Regions from separate parts of the Mus musculus genome. Here regions 1 and 3 are each linked to region 2. A link is a contact called in public HiChIP or PLAC-seq and promoter capture Hi-C data. All regions are on one chromosome and are shown on one strand. The core of a region is the stretch at or near the end of the contact, and the rest is flanking DNA. Distances in the headings are between cores, read along the strand shown.

Evidence for each region. HiChIP or PLAC-seq counts read pairs in DNA pulled down with a chosen protein or histone mark. Capture Hi-C pulls out chosen DNA fragments and counts their contacts.
Region 1: a contact with region 2 is called in an H3K27ac HiChIP or PLAC-seq map of embryonic stem cells, with 9 times the contacts expected there. The contact joins the promoter of Wwtr1 here to the promoter of Spg20 in region 2. A contact is called at or near these places in 1 of 39 promoter capture datasets (liver) and 3 of 115 datasets of contacts at active chromatin or transcription factors (astrocytes and embryonic stem cells).
Region 3: a promoter capture Hi-C map of liver shows a contact between it and region 2, with 5 times the contacts expected there. The contact joins the promoter of Pfn2 here to the promoter of Spg20 in region 2. A contact is called at or near these places in 1 of 115 datasets of contacts at active chromatin or transcription factors (astrocytes) and 1 of 9 other capture datasets (liver).

What each region holds. Positions count from the first base shown.
Region 1 is chr3:57,574,153-57,578,345 of GRCm38.p6, reverse strand. Wwtr1 (WW domain containing transcription regulator 1) reads left to right here and starts at 2,470. Exons shown (of 7, transcript NM_133784.3): 1 at 2,470-2,745; 2 at 3,089-3,523. The coding sequence starts at 3,093.
Region 2 is chr3:55,110,017-55,114,380 of GRCm38.p6, reverse strand. Spg20 (spastic paraplegia 20, spartin (Troyer syndrome) homolog (human)) reads right to left here and starts at 2,273. Exons shown (of 9, transcript NM_144895.2): 1 at 2,164-2,273.
Region 3 is chr3:57,846,118-57,850,127 of GRCm38.p6, reverse strand. Pfn2 (profilin 2) reads left to right here and starts at 2,371. Exons shown (of 3, transcript NM_019410.3): 1 at 2,371-2,777. The coding sequence starts at 2,646.

The DNA.
Region 1 (4,193 bases), core at 1,221-3,720, 2.5 Mb before region 2:
CTGTACTCTTGGTTCTGAACATACATGTTTAACATGTGTACTTTGTTCTGGGCACACTACACAACACCAAGGAGAGCTGCCTGAAATAGTACTGCTCAGATTTGAATTGTGGTCTTACTGGGCATACAGCACTGTGCTTTTACAGAAAATGATTTAATTATGGAAAATAGACAATATTTTTCTACCTTCATTCCTCAGTATGTATACATTAACATATATTTTGGTTAGGATGTTTGATGTTGGAAATGACTGAGTTGCTGACTTGACTTTCATTACAAAAAAAAAAAAATCATTAAATGAAATATTGGCTTGGACCTAGGACAGAACTTCCAATAGTTTCTGAGATGGCCCTAAACATACTTCTGCCATTTTGTACAACACCAGTCTCAGGACTAGCAATTATAAAATAAAAAAGGTGAAAAATGTTGAAGGCACCCTATGTCCTGTAGTATCAAAGAGTCAGGATTAGCCGGGCGTGGTGGAGCACACGTTTAATCCCAGCACTTGGGAGGCAGAGACAGGTGGATCTCTGAGTTTGAGGCCAGCCAGGTCTACAAAGTGAGTTCCAGGACAGCCAAGGCTACACAGAGAAACCCTGCCTCGAAAAACCAAAAAAAAAAAAAAAAAAAAAAAAAAAAAAAAGAAAAAAAAAAAGAGTCAGGGTTTAATTCTGTATATGGGAACCATCACATTTGTTTAGCACTTATTATTACTAGGGAATGATCCCAGGCAAGTGCTCTGCCACTGAACTATAGTCCTAGCCCAAAGCATATCTTATTATCTTTAATGAACGGCAAAATTTTATATATGCCCAGGAATGAATTATTTTAAAATCAATTTATGATTATCAGTAAATGTTTGATTCTTACCTATTTTATACAAATATAGATTAGGGTCAGATAGATAGTTTTTCAGGCAAAAAGGGGTCATGATTGAAAAAGTTCAAGAGGCCTTAGTATAAGACCACTTGCCATTTTGGGAAAAGTCTGTAAGGGACCTGGAGTCACAGCTCATGTATGGGTACTGGGATAGGACACAGCTAATCAAAGATGGTCTCAAAATTAAAAAAAAATGTGTTGGGGGCTCATGTGGGGGCTAGAGTTGGTTCTCTCCTTCTACCATGTAGTGTGTGGGATTCGAACTCAGGTTGTCAGAATTGCCTGAAAGGATCTTTTCCAGCTGAGCCACAGTTTTGTTCTCTCTTCTGTCTTAAAGTAAAAATGATGGAGTGGCTTGCATTTGTCCCTTCACCTTGCTGTTAGGTCACAGTTGTCTTCATTTTCCTGTAGCACTGTCAACTGTGGATTTAATTTTGACTTTTATGTCTCTCTTTAATATGGTGAGGCACAGTGCCTGCATTTGATACAATTCTGCTGACAAACTTCCATGCAGCCTTGGCTAAGCAAAGTGCTTTGCGTGTATTGCCTCATTTAACCTATCTAATAAACTTGTCTATTAGAATCTGTGGGTCGGGTAGGGGCTTTCTGGAATGTAACTTAAAAAGCAGCCACCCTTTCTTGGAGAGAAGGAATAGTTGAGCAGCTGGCAGTGGGAAGGGCAAGGCCTCCTCCCTCTTCCCGGCAGCTGTCTTACCAGGCCAGACCTCCTCTCTCCAAAGGCTGGGGTCTCCACCTCTGGCCCATGTCCAGTCGGGTGGGAGGCTGTGTGGCTTTTTCCGGGTCACTGGCACACCCTCTCTATCCTAGCCACCTGCCCCTGTTCCATTCCAGTTCCAGGCTCCCTAGAGCGACCCAGGGACATTCCAATCCTCCCACTACCCTCGCAAACGCCGCGGGAGGAGGGAAGGGGGCGCAATTGCTTGGCCTTCTAGAACGCAGCTTTGTCTCGGCCTTCTAAGGATTGATGAAAGGCTTGAAAGTTGGTAGTTTACAATCGACTCCTCGGTGAAGCCGCATCTTCAGCAACAGCGGCACTTTTTGGGAAACCGTCTCGCAGACAACTGAAAGCCAAACAGCCAAGTTGTCTCCCCAGCAGACCAAATATGGTCACAAGCGTTAAGCAGCCTTCCGTGGAAAGTCTGGCCTCGCGGGTGTCTCCCTGAGCCAGGGTGCGCCCCGGTCCGACCTCTGGCAGATCCGCGCCCCGTGCCACATTCCGGGTGCTGGGCGCTCCCCTTAAGACGAGGGCAAGCGCTCAGGACAGACTCATTCTGGGCCTTGGACCCTCAACCGAGGGCCCTCCGTTATTCTCCGATTTGGTTTTTGTCCATAACCCCTTGATTTAACAGGCTTGAACCATTTTCTCTTTGATCCCGCCCCAAGTCAGTGGTAAACTCAAAGGAATGCAGATAGGCGCTCGGCGGGAGAGGTCGGAGCGGCGCGGCGGGGCGGGGGCACGGTCTCTCCCGAGCTGCGAAGTGCCCAGCCCACCCCCGCCAGCCGGGCTAGGGTGGGAGGAGGAGGAAGAGGAGGGGCGTGGGGCAGGCTGGCTCCGGCCAGGAGGTCATGCATAATTCAACAGCTCCACTTTCGGCCCGCCTCTTTCCTAAGGGTGGGAGTTTGCTTCAAACTTTGTTTATGGGACAGTCCGGGAGCCGCGGCGGCTGCGCTCGTCTACGTCTTCTCTGTCGCCTCCTCGCGCAGTGGGAGCGCCCGAGGCCGGTTCCGGGGATGTAAGAGGATAAGCCTTCGGCTGCTGGGAATCCGCTCGGGATCTGCCAGCCGGGACCGGGTTCCAGCTCGTCAGTTCGGGAGGCGCCCAGGCTTGGCTTCCCCGAGTCCCCAGGTAGCTCCCGCCGCGCCCCGCACCCTCTGTGGCGTCCGGCTCTTAGACGACCGCAGTCGGGACGCCTGGGGTTGCCGGTGGGGGTATTGGGCAGGGGAAGCTGCGACTGGGTCTGGTGCAGGCACCCCCCCCCCCCTTCCTCCCGCGGCTGCCTGCTCAGGGGAGCTTCTCTGTTGCGGGAAAGTTGCATAATCTCGGAGGCCAGGGGCGCCCCCTCCCCCACCGGCTGGTCCCTGGACCCATACCTAACTGTCTCTAGGTTCTCTCTGTCCTTCCCCGGGACTACCCCCTCCTCCTCTGACTTGCACCAAAAGGCTGATCTGATCTTTCTTTTTTCTTGTAGAAAGATGAATCCGTCCTCGGTGCCCCATCCGCTCCCGCCGCCAGGGCAGCAAGTCATCCACGTCACGCAGGACCTGGACACCGACCTCGAAGCCCTCTTCAACTCTGTCATGAACCCCAAGCCCAGCTCATGGCGGAAAAAGATCCTCCCGGAGTCCTTCTTTAAGGAGCCCGATTCCGGCTCGCACTCGCGCCAATCCAGCACAGACTCATCAGGCGGCCACCCGGGGCCTCGACTAGCTGGCGGCGCGCAGCACGTCCGCTCGCACTCGTCGCCCGCATCCCTGCAGCTGGGCACCGGTGCGGGAGCCGCTGGAGGCCCTGCACAGCAGCATGCACATCTCCGCCAGCAGTCCTATGACGTGACCGACGAGCTGCCGTTGCCCCCCGGGTGGGAGATGACCTTCACGGCCACTGGCCAGAGATACTTCCTTAAGTAAGTCTGCCGGCAGTCAAGAGGGGCAAAGTTGTGATGCCCTGGACGCTCGTGTGTTCGTGGCGTGTGTGTGTGTGTGTGTGTGTGTGTGTGTGTGTGTGTGAAAGAGAGACAGAGACAGAGAGAGAGAGACAGAGAGAGACTGAGAGACTGACTCTTCCAAGGTGCTTCAGAGATCTGCTAAGATAAAAAAGTAGGGGATGAATCTCTGGGAGTTGTACTTGACTAGAACAGAGAACGTTTCATGAAGTGGAAACTGCTTAAGCCCTAAGAGATCCAGGCCATTGGAAAACTTAAACTTGGGGAAAGGAATTTTGAGCGACTTTGGCCTAAATCTGGGTCTTAGGCCCTTAGCGCCTTCACTTAAGTTAGCTAGCTCACAGCCAGGTGAGTAGGTGGTCTGGGTTCTTCAGTCACTCAGGAAAAGCAAACCGGAAAAGAACACAGTGCCTGGTGGGCTTTACCTCTCCCAGCTGATGACGTAATGACCACACAGCACAGTAATGTAATTACCAACCGCACTGTAAAGTAGTTATGGGCTGGACCAACAAATTGTGTGGAAATTGGGTCAGGAGTCTTATGTTACACTTGGTAACCTAAAATACCGTCACGGCAGGGCAGTAGTGTGCGTTGTCATCCTTCATGCCCTATCTGCCTAGCTTTTTGAGGT
Region 2 (4,364 bases), core at 1,024-3,523:
TGTTTCCCTCTCTCTCTGTCTCTATGTGTGTGTGTCTGTGTCTCCCTCTCTGTCTCTCTGTCTGTCTCTCTCTCTCTCTGTCTCTCTGTCTCTCTCTCTCTCTGTCTCTCTCTCTCTCTCTCACTTGTGTATACAGATCTCTGCTTGTAAAATGTTGGCAGTCACATGCCCTGGGGCCTGGGGAGGTCAGAGGACAACTGGGTGTATGTCCTGGTCTTTCACCTTGTCTGAAACAGGGTCTTTTGCTTCTTTTTGTTTGTTTGTTTGTTTGTGTTTTCCTGTTTGGTAGACAAGGCTAGCTTCTGGGGAGTCTCCTGTCTCTGCCTCTCATCTCCCAATATGAGGGCAGAGATTATACCTTTATACAGGTTTGGGGGTTTTTGAACTCAGGTCCTCAGGGTTAGTGTCCTCACTCCTGTTTAAATTTTCTAATAAAAGATGTAAGAAACACCTACTTTAAACTCAGCTATGTATGTGGTTCACTCTGCACCAGAAGTAAAGTTCTGATTAAAAATACTTGGAAACTCAGTTCTATTCCACGACAGAGAAAGTAGCAAATAACTGTGCTTATGGGGAAACAGCCAGCAACAGGAGTTCTGATGCCAGCATGCCTGGTCTGTTACAAAACGGGGAATGGGAAGGGTTTGTTATTCAGATTATATACTGGCAGGTTAACATTTATAGGGTACAAAGTGATTGTGAAGTCTGATTTTTGAACTATTCTAATTTTTTAATATTTGTTTTTTAGTATTTTTAATTATGCATATGTGGGGGAGGGGAGGTTCCGGTGAAGCTGGAAATGGGCACTGGGTACTCTACAAGTGCAGATAACCTGTTAACTGCTGAACCATCTTTCCAGTCCCATTATTCAGACTTTTAATTTAAATATAGAATGATGAAATAAGGCTAATTTACTCATCACCCAGATATAACATTTTTAAAATGAAAGTAGCAGATTTTCGTCTCTCTCTGACGTGTACAATATTTCATGATCAACTATACTGAGCATACTGTACTAAGCTACATCCCTCACTCCTCCTATCTGGGTCGGGAACATGGGGGACTGATTGTCAGGGAGGGTTCAACTCTAGAACCATTCCAACAATTCTTTCTTGCTTGGGAACTGTATGTTTCAGATTGTACCGCGCACCACGTGGGCAACAAACCACATTCCTCAAAATACAGAGGTTTCCTGTTTCAAACAAGTCCTCCACAAACACAATTAAGACCATCAGGAAGGCACACCAACCAAGACCAGTTCCCTCAGAACTAGGAGCACTCATTATTCACTTAATTGCTTCTGAAAATTTTAAAACAGTTGCTAAATTCTTAGGTATCCGAGGGTCATTTCATCGATCAAAAACCGTTCCGTTTATAATACAACAAAGCAAATCTCGAGGATCCTTAAGCAATCCCACAACCATGGGGAATAACGGAACCAGCCGTACACTAGAGCAATAAAGTAGCCTCACAAAACCACACACACTCCCAGAGAAAACTTTTCTAGACCTAAAGTTAGGCCTCGGGGGTCCTTTGAGATGCTGGAAGCCAGTAAACTTGTATCCCAATTACCAATGCCCGCTCCATTCACTGCCAGTGTTGTGGCTCCTGGCGCTTTCAGCTGCCAACGTTGGACAAGCTGTAGAGGAGCAAGAAAGCCAGTGGGGTTTGGAGAGGGAACAGTGGCGGACGCACACTAGGGATCACCAGAGATCAGGGATGGGAGGATCCGAACCAAGGGACAAGCGAGGATCAGGGATAGGTAAACGCACACCAAGGATGCGCGGGGGCGCAGGATTGAAGGACCAGCGCCGGGGATAAGAAGGGACCAAGGATGGGAGGGCCAGCACCAGGGATGCGCGGGTTCCTGGGGCAGGAGGATCTAGGACCTGAGCGCCGCTCCCCGGGCCAGAGCTGTAGGAGACGAAAGATGGGCGAAGGCTCCTTCAGTACTAGCTGGAATAGCCTCAGCAGGACTTCTGGAAACTTCCTTGGCAGAAGGGCTCTCAGCAAGATGCCGCCTGGACCCGGGCCGCAGCCCCCACCCCCGCTGGGCGTCCCGGGGTGGACCCGGCTCACAAAGCCCCGCGTGACGCCCTCTAGGTCCGGCCCCGCCCACGCGTCACCACACCGGCGCGGAGCTGAGCTTCTGCCCACTCTGACCTTCCAAAGGCGCACGGGTAGCCAGCGGTCCGCTCCGAGCCCGAGAGCCCACGGAGAGCGCGCAACTGCAGGCCCCACACACCCTCCGGCCTCAGCCAGGCCCAGGCCACGTCGGACCGCGCCTGCGCACTCCGTACCGGCTGCCCTGGGGCCGCCGAAGGGACCCGCAGTGCCACGGCAATGACAGCTTCCGGCCGCCAGGGGGAGACCTGGGTCGGGCACTGAGGATTGGGAGAACAAATGGTTGCCTGGAACCTGGGACCTTGCCTGACCTGTGCAAAGTGTTAAATCTGTGACATAAAAACAAAACAAACTAACAAACAAAAACCTCACAAGGCTGGGGGCTGGAGAGACGGCTCAGCAGTGAAGAAGAGGTCATTATTTTTTATTTGCTCTGTAATCCATAAAGAACACACCATAATAATTTATAAGTGCAACAATTAAAAGTGAATAAAAGATTTGAGTAGATCCTTCTTTAGACAAGATATACAGACCACCAGAAAGAATATCAAAAGATAGTGAATCCGCCGGGCGTGGTGGCACACGCCTTTAATCCCAGCACTCTGGAGGCAGAGGCAGGCAGATTTCTGAGTTCGAGGCCAGCCTGGTCTACAAAGAGAGTTCCGGGACAGCCAGGGCTATACTGAGAAACCCTGTCTCGAAAACAAACAAACAAACAAACAAAAGATAGTGACTATCACGAGTCTTCAGGCTAACTCAAATCAAAATGAGATGTAACTTCTGTCTCATTAGAATGGCTGTAATCAAAAGATAAGCAGAAAAGGGTTTGGCAAGATGGTTTTTTTTCCGGTCCTCCTGCCTTACTGGTGGGAGTGTTAAGTAACCAAAACCAGCCCAGCAAAGTCTACCCCTAGTTAGAATTGTTCATAAAATTATCCATTTATCTTGATTCAAATAATTCAGTCGTTGTAAAATTCCTTTCCCTCTCTTGACACCACCTGTAATCACCTGGGTAGAGTCCCGATGAGAGATGGTCTGCGTTAGGTTGGATGTGTGGGGGGTGTCTTAAGTTAATTGATGTGGCATGACCCAGCTCACTGTGGGCAGCACCATTTCCAAGATAGGAGGCCTTGAAAGAATGGAGAAAATGCACTAGGCACAAGCAATCAGGCAGGCAAGCCTGAGTTAATTCCTTTCTCCCTGCTCTTGACTGTAGGTGTGATATATCTAGATGTTTGATTTCCTGCTTGACTTTCTCATAATACTGGATTATAACCTGGACCAGTGACCTGAGTTAAACCTCTTCTTATTCCTCTGAATCATAGCAACAAATATAACTAGGACACACTCCTATTTATTTTGTTTAAGTGAATCAGGTAGGATTTTATAATGGCATCCTGCCTTTATTCTTTAACTGCTTTCAAATCATATGCTCAAAATCATTTTACAATGTCATATCTAGTGTGTGTGTGTGTGTGTGTGTGTGTGTGTGTTAGACAAAGAATCCCTCCATTTCTTCAGGCAATAAAATTAAGTCACTTGTCTACAGATCTACTTGCTACCAATTATAGTTACTCACACACTCAATTTCTAGGAAATACTTCAAAATGGCTTTACAAAGATTGACAATTTGGAGTGATTGGGACCAGGTATTTCCAGCATGCAGTGTTCAAATTAATGTCTTCATCCTCTAGTGGTATCTAGATGGGACACACACACACACACACACACACACTCACACACACACACACACACACATACTCACATACACTCACACATACACACACACACTCACACACACACACACACATACTCACATACACTCACACATACACACTCACACACACACAATCACATACACTCACACACACACATACTCACATACACTCACACATACACACTCACACACACAATCACATACACACACACAATCACATACACTCTCACACACACACTCTCTCTCTCTCTCTCTCTCTCTCTCACACACACACACATACTCACATACACTCACACATACACACACACACACACACACACACACACACTTGCAGCCATTCTCATCCCTAACCTAGCTTCAGCAACAGGGAGGAGAGGTAGTAGGAGAGATGCTGGGACCCCTCCTTCTGGGGAGGAAATCCCTCTCAACTGCTGGCCATGGACCCTGCTCTTGGCTGTAAGCATCTGGGGTAGTTTCCATTTCAGTGACATTAGAGAAGGGGGAAGGGGAGAGAAGGAGTGAG
Region 3 (4,010 bases), core at 1,122-3,621, 2.7 Mb before region 2:
GCTTGAGTTCCAGTCCTGACTTCCTTGGTGATGAACAGCAGTGTGGAAGTGTAAGCTGAATAAATCCTTTCCTTCCCAACTTGCTTCTTGGTCATGATGTTTGTGCAGGAATAGAAACCCTGACTAAGACATGACCTCAAATTGAAGAGTTCCTTTTGAGCCTGCCTTCCTAGTGCTGGGATTAAAGATATGTGACACTACACCCCCTGCCCCATCTTTAATTAAAAAAAATATTTTATGCATCTTGGTATTTTGCCTGCATGCATATATATGTATACCACCTGCATACTTGGTGCTATGGATCCCCTGGAACTGGAGTTACAGACAGTTGTGAGCTGCCATATAGATGCTGAGAACTGAACCCGGGACCTGGTAGAAGAGCACCCAGTCCCAACTACTGAACCATTTCTCCACCCCATCTTTATTTTTTTAAGGTGATAATAAAAGTTAAGAATTAAAATGATTGTGACAAACAGGCAGAATGATAAATAGGAAAGAGTAAGGGAGATTAAATCAGATGAGGACACAAAGGCAGAAGTGGACAGATTCCTGTATAAGGAGCAGAATTCTCTATCTTCCAAACAGGAGGACAAATACTGTCCCAACTTGACAGCTGACTACTCTGTTGTTGGCCCTCCTCTAGTTTCCATGGTCTTAGTCCTACCTGTGGTAGTTTGAATGAGAATGGTCCCCAAAGGCTCATACATTTGAATGCTTAGTCATCAATGACACTACACAGGAAGGATTGGGAGGTGTGGCCTTGTTGGAGGAAGTATGTCATTGTGGGTGGGGTTTGAGGTTTCAAAAGTTCAAATTCAGGACCAGGACTCTTCTTGTTGCTTTGGGATCTAGATGTGGAACTCTCAGCGATGCCTCTGTATCATGTCAGCTTGTATACTCCCAAGCATGATGATAATGGACTAAACCTCTAAAACTGTAAGCCAGTCCCTTTTAATTTTTTTTTCTTTGTAAGAGTTGCTGTGGTCTACAGGGGAACGCCAGGGCCAAAAAGGGGGAGTGGGTGGGTAGGGGAGTGGGGGGTGGGTGGGTATGGGGGACTTTTGGTATAGCATTGGAAATGTAAATGAGGTAAATACCTAATAAAAATGGAAAAAAAAAGAGTTGCTGTGGTCATGGTGTCTCTTCACAGCGATCAGAACACTAGGACATTAGTTTTATTTTTTAAAGTCCAATAAATAAATAAGCAAAAGTTCAGTGATGCTATTATAAAATTGTCAGTGTACCCCACAACTTTAAAATTGACAACAGCTTGCAATCTATTGGAGCTTTCTTTCCCTTAATAGGCAGGTCAAGTTTGTCATCCATTTAAACTAGTCATCACTGGGGAACATCTGATGCTGGGTCTAGACCCAGCACATAAAATTAATAAAGATGTAGGTGAATGTTCAGAGACCCTTAAACCACTTCCCACCCTGTCTTATACAAGTCTTCCTCAGATCTAGATTCTGAACTATTTTCACCATCTAGTACAGTGGGTCTCAACCTGTGGGCCTCAAACCCTTTGGGGTCACATATCAGATATCCTCCACATCAGATATTTACAGTATGATTCATAACTAACAGAATGTCAGTTATGAAATAGAAACAAAATAATTTAAGGTTGGGGGTCAGCACAGCATGAGTAACTGTATCACGGGGTCACATTAGGAAGTTTGAGAACCACTGGTCTAGTTCAATGACTCCTTTTCTAGCTTGATTATTCTTTGTATTTCATGGATGTATTTAACGCACACTAACTTTTGCAGTTACCAGGTGCACATAGGGTCTGTTTTGTTTAGAATTTCTGGACGACTGAGCCACACTCATGATGAGCAGCACTGGGTTCAGGGCAAAAGCTCCACTGAACCTGAAGTTCCTTGTACTCAAAGGAGGCAACAAAGAGCATAGAGCTGCTCTGATTTCAGGAGCGTGCAGGCGCAGCTGGCCAAGGTCTTCTAAGAGACACCTCCCCAAGTGTGGGCCATCCGCACTGGCCGCTCCCACTACAAAGGGTAAACCCTCCGCATCCCGTCACCAGGGCAACCCTGCCACCCGACACCGATGCTGTCAATACCGCGTCCCCGAGCGGGCGCTTGAGAGGTGAGCGTGGCCGCTGGGCGCCCAGAGCTCCGGCACCCCACGGCGCCCACTCAAGCTGCTTCGCCTCCTAGCCGGTGGTGAGGCCTCCGCCGCCGCGCCCCAGCCGCACGCCCACTCGCCTCCCGCACGTGTGGGCCGTGATTGTCCCCGGCGGTATCCCTCCGCGCCCCCGCCTCGGCTCCCCCGCCCTCCCGGGGACCCTCGCCGGCTGCGCTGCGGAAGGATCGCACGCACGCGCGCGCACATCCCGCCGGCCGCGGAGAGCCGAGGGAGCTGCGGCGGTGTGAGACGGCCGTCACCAGCCCCGCTGCCAGCGTCGCTCCGCCGCCGGCTCCTGAGCCCCGCGGCCGCGGCCGCCCGGCGCTCCCCGCTGCGGGTCCTGTCACCGCCCGCCGCAGTTCCCCGGAGAGGGGCGGTCGGTGCCTGCGCAGAGCCGCCTCCTCCCCGCCCCCGCCCCGCCTCCACCGCCGCCGCCGCCGCCGCCGCCGCTGCCGCTGCTGCGCCTCTGCTCCTGCCGTCCCCGCTGCAGTGCGAAGGGCTCGAAGATGGCCGGTTGGCAGAGCTACGTGGATAACCTGATGTGCGATGGCTGCTGCCAGGAGGCCGCCATTGTCGGCTACTGCGACGCCAAATACGTCTGGGCAGCCACGGCCGGGGGCGTCTTCCAGAGCATCACGGTGAGGCCCGGGGGCGCCAAGCCGGCAGGTGTGCGGCGGGCCTCTGAGAAGGGGACGCCCGCCCGCGAGGAAGGGATGCGGCTAGGGCTGAAGGGAAGGGTACCGCCGGCTTCCTCGCCCGCCCGCGAGGAAGGGGATGCAGCCGGAGCCCGGTTGCGGGCAGCTGAGCCTGGGGATGCTGCCCGAGGCCGCGCGGGGGCGGGGCGGCCGGACTCTTCGCCCCGGCGGCGCCCCGGCTTGCGGCTGCCAGGGTGGAGGAGGGGACGCCTCCCCGGGAGGCCCTCGGCGTTCGGGGAGCCCTGCGGGCTGCAGTGCGGGTCCCCGGGTGTGGGCGGGGGGAATCTGGGCGGCAGGCTGGCCCTGGATCTGGTTCGGTTGTGAGCGCGGAATGTGGGAGGCGGCAGTGGCCGGATCCCGGGAATTAATGGAGTGACTTTGCGTAGGCTTGCGGGTGTCCAGGCCGCCTAGGCTGGAGAGAAAGGTACGCGGACCACGTAGGTGGAATGGTGAATCTACTTCAGCTTGTGGTTCTATAGTTTTTTTTTTTTTTCCTCCAAGATGGCGAACTGCCATTGATTTCTCTTCTCCACCTATAGAGATTCATCGATATACTGTTATCCCCAGTTACGCAACATAGCTCTAAAAAGGGGATGGTTTAAGGGTGATTTAAAAAAATCTGGGGAGTCGCTGGAGGGGGATAACACTTCTCCAAGTCACTCCCTCTTTAGTGATGGTAGTAAAAGAACTAATACCGATTTATGCTTCACGGTGCCTCCTTTTCATGTGACTTGATGGCTTTTGACTGGGTTGCCACACATTTGGAGAATATTCGTCAACCAGTCTCCAACACTGCTTATTGTTATGCTTGTTTCTATGCAATGCTCTTTAAGATTTTGACACCAGTATCAAGTACAGGACCATTCTCTTAATTTCTTTGCTCCCCACTCCCACTCCCTCCCCTACCACATAACAGAATTCAAGTCCCATATCACAGGTGCTCAGCATTTTACTACTTAATGTGGTTTAACAAATTAGTGTGGATTCAGTCTGTGACAGGAGTGCTTTAAGATCTCCTGTCCCCATGTGGGAGGCCACAGTTCCTATAGCGAATTGACATTTGGTGATTAACTTTTTTTTCTGCAGTCTTGTCTTTGTGTGTGAGTTCCCGCTGTCTGGCTTAAGAATATTGCGGGAGTATGCTTGGAAATGGCTGGGGCCTGCTATGACTCTGCA